2 separate regions of the Mus musculus genome follow, and region 2 is linked to region 1. Evidence: chromatin contacts called from public Micro-C data. All regions are on one chromosome and are shown on one strand. Each heading gives the region's core, a stretch centred on a gene start, on an enhancer-like site or on the middle of the called end of the contact. The rest is flanking DNA. Distances are from core to core; before and after follow the strand shown. Region 1 overlaps Osbpl11 (oxysterol binding protein-like 11). Region 2 overlaps Zfp148 (zinc finger protein 148).

Region 1 (3,692 bases), core at 791-3,290:
AAAGAAATGGTTTTGTCCTTATTTGTATGATTTGTGTGTATGTCTGGTGGGAGGGTGGGAATGTATGCGCCATGGCTTCTTTTTAAAAACTCCTATTTTCCATGGGCATTTCTGTTATTCTTTACAGTGTATGAAAAACATTCTTTCAAAAAGAAAGAAATTCTTTCATGTATTATTTCTGGTTGTGTTGTTTTGAGGTAGGAAGAAAAACACAACTCGTGTTACCCCATCATGGTTGCAGAATCTCCAAACGCATGCGAATTATAAACAGCATAATACATGGTTCTGTGAAAATAATCTGTCTATAAAAATAGACTTTGGACTCAAAATTAGTTGTTTATGAATTTTAGTTTTATTACTTTAAAGAATAACTGAGGGCTGGGAGATGGTTCAGTGAGTGAGAGCATGTACTTCCAAGCACAAGGACCTGAGTCCAAGTCACTGTCACCCACATAAGTGTCTGGCATGGCTGTGTATGCCTGTACCCCAGCATTGAGAGGGGGAAAAATGAGGACCCTGAGAGGTAAGGGGGGTGCAGAGAAATAAGAACCCTGTGCACAAACTTTTGCTGGTTAGAATAAAAGGATAGAAATAGGCAAAAGTACACATGTCTATAGTCCTAGCGACCGACTCCAGATACTAAGGCCAGAAGAATTATTTGGGGTTTAAGAGCTTGGGCTCATCCTGGGCCACATGGAGAGAGTTCATCTATTTATTTAATTTAAAAAGTTATTTAATTCATTTTATTTAATTTTATTTTATTATTATTATTTTCTTTCTTTCTTTCTTTCTTTTTTTTTTGAGACAGGGTCTCTTTATGTAGCCTGGCTGTCCTGGAACTTACTACATAGACCAGGTTGGCCTCTGCCTCCCAAGTGTTGGTGTTAAAGATGTGTGCCACCATGCCTAGCAGCAGTTTATTTCTTTAAAACCAAAAATAAAAAAGTAAACACCAAAAAAAAACCACTGTATTATCTATTAGTTCTACTTCCTGACATAGACACAAAAATGTAGAGACTTGAACAGATACTGGCACAACATTCACAGCAAAGCCTTATTTACAATTGCCAAAAGAAGAAAAACCCATTGTCCATCAATATAGGGATAGATAAATAAGAAATACAAATGCTGGAATATTACTGGCCTTTAAATAATGATGTGGATCAAGGAAATGGTTTATTGGGTGAAGGTACTTCTGCCAGCCTGATGCCCTGAGTTAAATCCCAGGACCTGAATGATGAAAAGTAAAAACTTATTCCTGTAAGATTTCCTCTGACACACACACACACACACACACACACACACACACACACAATGTAATTTTAAAAAATGGACCAACAAAATGGCTCAGTGGATGAAGGAATATTGTCATGCCTGAAGACAGTTCAATCCCTAGGAACCACATGATGGAAACAGAACTGACCCTGATCTCCACACTGTCTGTGACACTCAGGCACACAGAGGTATACTCTCGGACACATCCATATATATAAATATAAAAATAAAGTGAGAAAAAACAACACCAAAGAGCTAGGTGGTGTGGCACATGACTTTAATCCCAGCACCCAAGAGACAAAGGCAGGCAGATCTCTGAATTCTAGGACAACCAAGGCTACACAAAACAAACAAATCACACCCCCACCAAAGTTATGATGTGAATCTGAACCCTATGCAGAGTGAAATAAAAAAGTCACAAGAGGTCACACAGCGTATGTTCCCTGGGCACGAGGCATAAGGAGGGGTAAAGTCCAGAGACTATATAACAGAAGGAGGCTGGAGGAGGAGGCTAGTATATGAAAGATATGTAGTTTCAAGACGATGAGGAAGGGTCTGGAGATCGGCAGTTCGCACAGTTGTACAAAATGGTGAACATATTTAATTACACTGAGTTAGATGACTTAAATCGTATTATTTAATGTCAATTTAAAAAGTAAAACCTTAATACCCTTGCCCTGCAACTATTAAGTCTACAGTGTACTTAGCACAGCTGGCTTCCCTACTCACCAACTGCCTATGTGGCTGTGGGCTGCTTACTAACCCTCCAAGGCCACAGCCTGAGAATCAAGCAGAAATGCCCACTCTCCCCACTAAGAGCCTCACCTCTGCACACAGCAGCAGCACGTGGCAGGTGAGCACACCTCTCTATTCCTAACGACAGTGCTGAGGCTTAGAGGCTGCCACTGAGACACAGGCCAACTCCTCCATCCCTAAGGAGAAAGCCTTCCCCTGTGTAGGAGAGACATGGTAAACCATCCTCTACAAGTCCCACAGCTCTGTACCAACAGCAGTGTGTAACAGAACCAACTCCCAACCTCTTAGGAAGGAGACTGCCATCATAGGACCGTCAGCTTACCTGTACTGCCACCCGGTGACAAGGTTGGTGTACTTCATTAAATAGCCATTAACACTCTCCATGTGGTCACTGTTTCAAAAAGAACAGAGCTGAAGTTAGTGGAAATATGAGGAAACAAAAACAAACAAACCCAGACAACTCTTCAGTTTTGAAAATAGCTGCAGAGACAATAATTCATTAAATTTTCCAGGCATGATCATGAACGTCTTTAGTCTCTGTCCTCAGGAAGCAGAGGCAAGAAGAATCTCTGTATGTTGGATCGAAGCCAGCCTGGTCTACATATTGAATGCCAAGCCGGGGAGGGGAGGGGAGGGGAGGGGAGGGGAGGGGAGGGGAGGGGAGGGGAGGGGAGGGGAGGGAAAAAAAGAGTCAAGCTTACTAATTTCTTCAAAACAAGTACAATATTCCACTTATTATTATTTGAAATATAGTCATGTAAATATAAAGCTACATAAATACAAACACAAATATACTGTGAATGTTCTATTTAAAACAACTCCCCAAAAATTATTTCCTAAAAAGTCTTTCTCTGCTCTGGGTGCTTAGCATATATATAGTCTGCTTTCCCTGAACCGTTTCTGTCCATGAGACTTACTCTTTTGTCCAGTCCTGTAGCCCTATAACCTGAGTGTTGTACTCTGCATTAACCCTGCAAAGCCCCAGGCAGAACACAACAGAAATTATTTCCTCAAAGGATCAAGGTGTCCATAATTCACCATTTGGAAAGTCATTTCTTAGTCTGAGTTCTCCACACCAAGCCTTGTCTCTGGAAGGTGTCCTCCCCTGCCTGGTGGCATGTCATAAAAGCACTGCAGCTGAGCATGTCCTGCAAGAACTGGACTTCTAGGGTTATCTAGGGAGGTTATCTCCATATCTAGTGGATTATGGGGAAAAACTTTCCTAAAATCTTACTATACAGCTGGGCGTGGTGGCGCACGCCTTTAATCCCAGCACTCGGGAGGTAGCGGCAGGCGGATTTCTGAGTTCGAGGCCAGACTGGTCTACAAAGTAAGTTCCAGGACAGCCCCAGGGCTATACAGAGAAACCCTGCCTTGAACCCCCCTCCCCCCCAAAAAAATATTACTATACTAACCACCTTAAGAAAAGCATAGACATGTTAAAGCCATCAAAGGGGGTCAGAAGATATGGTTCAGTGGGCAAAGGGCTTGCATGTGCAAGTATAAGACCTGAATTCAGATCCTTAGCTGACATTAAAAAAAAAAATCGCAATTGCATGCCTTTAATCTCAGTGCTGGAAAGAAATGGGAAGTCATCCCGGGCTTCACTAGACAGACAGTCTAGCCAACTGGTGAGCTCCAGGTTCAGTGACAGACCATCC
Region 2 (3,692 bases), core at 318-2,817, 240 kb before region 1:
TTAGGAGCTGAAAAGGAAAACAGAAGTCTAACTCCAATGGCCAAATACATTTTGAGTTTTCAGGCCCATTAAGAACGTATTCAAAGCAGGGCAGTGGTGGCACACGCCTTTAATCCCAGCACTTGGAAGGCAGAGGCAGGCAGATTTCTGAGTTCGAGGCCAGCCTGGTCTACAAAGTGAGTTCCAGGACAGCCAGAGATACACAGAGAAACCCTGTCTCGAAAAATCAAAAACAAAAAAACAAACAAAAAACCCCAACTGTATTCAAACATATAAAGCACCTTAAAGTATAGCTGTAATTCTATCATGATGCTTTAGAAATTTATGATCTAAAAATGTCACACAAAGCCACGGAGACGCTTCAGCAGGTAAAAAGCACCTGTCTACAAACCTGATGACTGGAATCTGGTCACTGGGACCTACATGGTGGAAGGTAAAAGCTGATCCCTGCAGGTTGTGTCTTTCTGACCTTCACATGTAAGTTTTTAAAAGATGTTTAAAAGAATGTCACGTAAATTCTGAAGTAAATCTTTCAGGAGTTAGATATTCCTAAAATCTTTTCTATATATCATTGTATGACAAGAACATGAATTTTTAGATAGCTTCCAGTTTATAAAATATTTTCATTCATGTTATACAGCCCAACAGTTTATCAGAAGACAAATGTATTATCATCAATTATAATCTACTCCAATTTGTAAATACAAACTGCAAGCCTTTCCTCTTAACATGCTTGTCATCAACTGGAAAAGAAAAGAGCATAGAAGTTTAAGAGTTCTCAAATCTTCTCTGATGAACTCTGTAAGAATGAGAAGGTAGGTGATAGCTTTTCTTTATTTTCTGAGATGTTGCAAAGCTGCCACAGCACTGTCTAGTGAGACAGGCTGTAATGACACTGCCTGCATGGACACCATGCAGCTGATAAGCATCTGCAGAAGCCCAGTGAGCTTAAAGGCCTCAAGTGTTAACTTAAATGTAATGTATTGGAGAACAAACATCCAATGAGTAAACCATACACCAAAAAGTTGACCTCTACTGACTTAAGAGTAGAAAATCAAAATAAATCCTGAGAGCTAAGTTGCCACAAATAACAACTTTTAATTGTTAACTTAATTTACTAAGGGTACAGAACCTAAAGTCATTAACATTTGTGAAAGCTCAAGTGCTAATTCTATACTAACAAGGGGTAATATGAAAAGGAGCTTTTTGTGATTTCCAAGTGAATGAACTAACAGAGGAAGATAACCATTACCATGTTCAATATCATTTTTAAAATACTTACTAAAGAGAATGTTGAAAATGGCCTGTTACTTGTAAGTTTGTTCACATTGAGAAACAAAATCATACTGTTCTGGGTAAAATGCCCTTTTCAATGAAAACCAATACATAGTCCTTACCACCAACAGCAATATATGACTAAAAAGGGAAATAATTCCTCATATCTATTTATGTCTCATTATAAAACAATGTTACATAAATCTCAAACTCTGACCATCTGTTAACCGGCATGACCAATTTTTCAGATTCATTTATCTTTGAGGACGACAACTCAACTGAGTGCTCATTCAAATGGAATGTCAAGCTGACAGATTAAAAGAATAAGGAGTCATAGCTGGGCGTAGTGACCCACGCCTTTAATCCCAGCACTTGGGAGGCAGAGGCAGGCGGATTTCTGAGTTCGAGGCCAGCCTGGTCCACAAAGTGAGTTCTAGGACAGCCAGGGCTACACAGAGAAACCCCGTCTAGAAAAAAAACCCAACCCCCCCCCCCAAAAAAAAGAATAAGGAGTTGAGAAAAGTTCTACTGTGCTGACAAGAAAGGAACCCCTCACAATCCTGTAAGTGGCATGCCAATGAAAAGCACATAAACAGATCATTTATGGCGATAGGCTATGAACATGGAAGGACATGTTCTAGAGATCTCAGGCTCTGTAGACTGGTCCAGAACCCATGAACTAATATATCCACAGCGGCTTTATCTGTGCTAGCTAAAAGCTGGAAACAACCCCAACGGCCTTCCAATAAGAGAGAGTATGTTCACCTGAGGCCTAACAAGAGAAATGGACTACAGATATGACAGCTCTGATTCAGTTATGGGCCAAGTGAAAAAGTCAAACTCAAAGTCACATAACGTTGATCTCATCAATAAAACATCCTCAAAGTAACTCAATTACAGAGTGGGAACCGGATCTGGGGTAGACAGAGGGTTCGAAGGGCAGTGGGGACTGATTATAAAGGGTTAGCTCTTGTCTCTTCCCCTTTCTGCTCTTCCCTATCAGGAGCCTTGCAGTCCTCAAGCTGTAAGCTGTGAATTACATGGGAAGCCCATCTAATACAAAATGCCAAAGCAGGGTTCAGGTTCTGTAGATCCAGGGTAGTGTTTGACTAGCTGGCTTAAGATCAGGCATACACTCGCTAGCTAGCAAGCAAATAAACTTCTTAAAAGATGTCTTTCAAGATGTCATAGATGTCATATCCAGTCATGATAAGAGGATTCTTCACAAAGAAGGGAAACTCTGGCAAGTGCTGGTTGGCAACTAAAGAATGTACAGTTTAACTCTGAAAACTGACAGGTAACAGAAACAGTGTCACAGACTACATAGGCAATAGGAAAAGCAACTGAAGCTTGTTATCCTAGTCATTAAAAACTGGTACTATGTGCTACAGCACTAAAACAAACTGTGTCTAATTAAACACTAAAAATGACAGAAAAGGCTGGGGGTAAATTAAAGAAAACCTAAAAAACTAGAGGTATGCCATCTGATGAATTAAAACCACCACTGTTTAAATGTTGGCCGTAAGCAAATCATTACCTAGAATCTATGTGATCTGAATGAAAGTCCAGCTGGCTCTAAGACTGACTATACATGAAATACGAGGACATAAACTGTCCTCAGAGTCTTGCAAAGAACAAAACTGAGGTATTATTCTATCTGATCTCAAACTTAACCATGGAGGAGAAAGTCAAAAAGTGTTTCTGACTGAAAGATAAACTAAGTCAGTCAAACAGAAACAAAACTCAAGAGAAGGCATACAAACATGCAGAAAATGCATTTACTAATAGCTTTATTTCTAATAATACAAATAAGAAAGTGCACACAAGGAAGAAAGATAGTAAATGTTTAGATATTAAAGCAATACAACACTAATCAATAAGAAAAAACAATGAAGTACTGATAAACAATCAACACAGATAAACTAATAATGTGCTTCACGAAAGCATGCAAACATGAGAGCTACATTTAATTTCATGACATAAAATTTCTGAGACTACAACAAATTATAATGAAAAACAATCCTAACAATTATGAGACAAATGACTGGGAAGAATCACAAAGCAACTTTCTAGATACTGAAAATGTTCTATATCCTGATGGGTTGTGTGTTACTAAAATGTATGCAGCTGTCTGAACTGAACTGAAGATACAAGCTTTTCCACTTAACTCTTTCTCCAACTAAAAACAAAATGTGGGCTGCCAAGATAGCTCAGTGGGTGAGAGCACTGACTGCTCTTGGTCCTGAGTTCAAATCCCAGCAACCATATGGTGGATCACAACCACCCGTAATGAGATCTGGCACCCTCTTCTGGCACATCTGAAGTCAGCCACAGTGTACTTATGTATAATAATAAATAAATCTTTTTTTAAAAAAATGTATCTTCACTTACACATCTGGGTTGCCTCCTATAGCCCA

What was found. A called contact is a pair of places that touch in the nucleus more often than the background predicts.
Region 2: a Micro-C map of granulosa cells shows a contact between it and region 1, with 1.7 times the contacts expected there. The contact joins two enhancer-like sites.

The regions. Positions count from the first base shown.
Region 1 is chr16:33,194,804-33,198,495 of GRCm38.p6, reverse strand. Osbpl11 (oxysterol binding protein-like 11) reads right to left here. Exons shown (of 13, transcript NM_176840.3): 2 at 2,354-2,422. Among named protein-coding and RNA genes, the nearest start is that of Osbpl11, 12 kb to the right of the region's middle. Within about 2 kb of position 2,040, at least 21 of the 459 cell types and tissues checked have an H3K27ac peak or open chromatin away from gene starts, as enhancers often do. A contact at or near this core is called in granulosa cells, where this site is marked.
Region 2 is chr16:33,439,101-33,442,792 of GRCm38.p6, reverse strand. All of the region lies in intron 4 of Zfp148 (zinc finger protein 148), which reads right to left. Among named protein-coding and RNA genes, the nearest start is that of Zfp148, 60 kb to the right of the region's middle. Within about 2 kb of position 1,567, at least 2 of the 459 cell types and tissues checked have an H3K27ac peak or open chromatin away from gene starts, as enhancers often do. A contact at or near this core is called in granulosa cells, where this site is marked.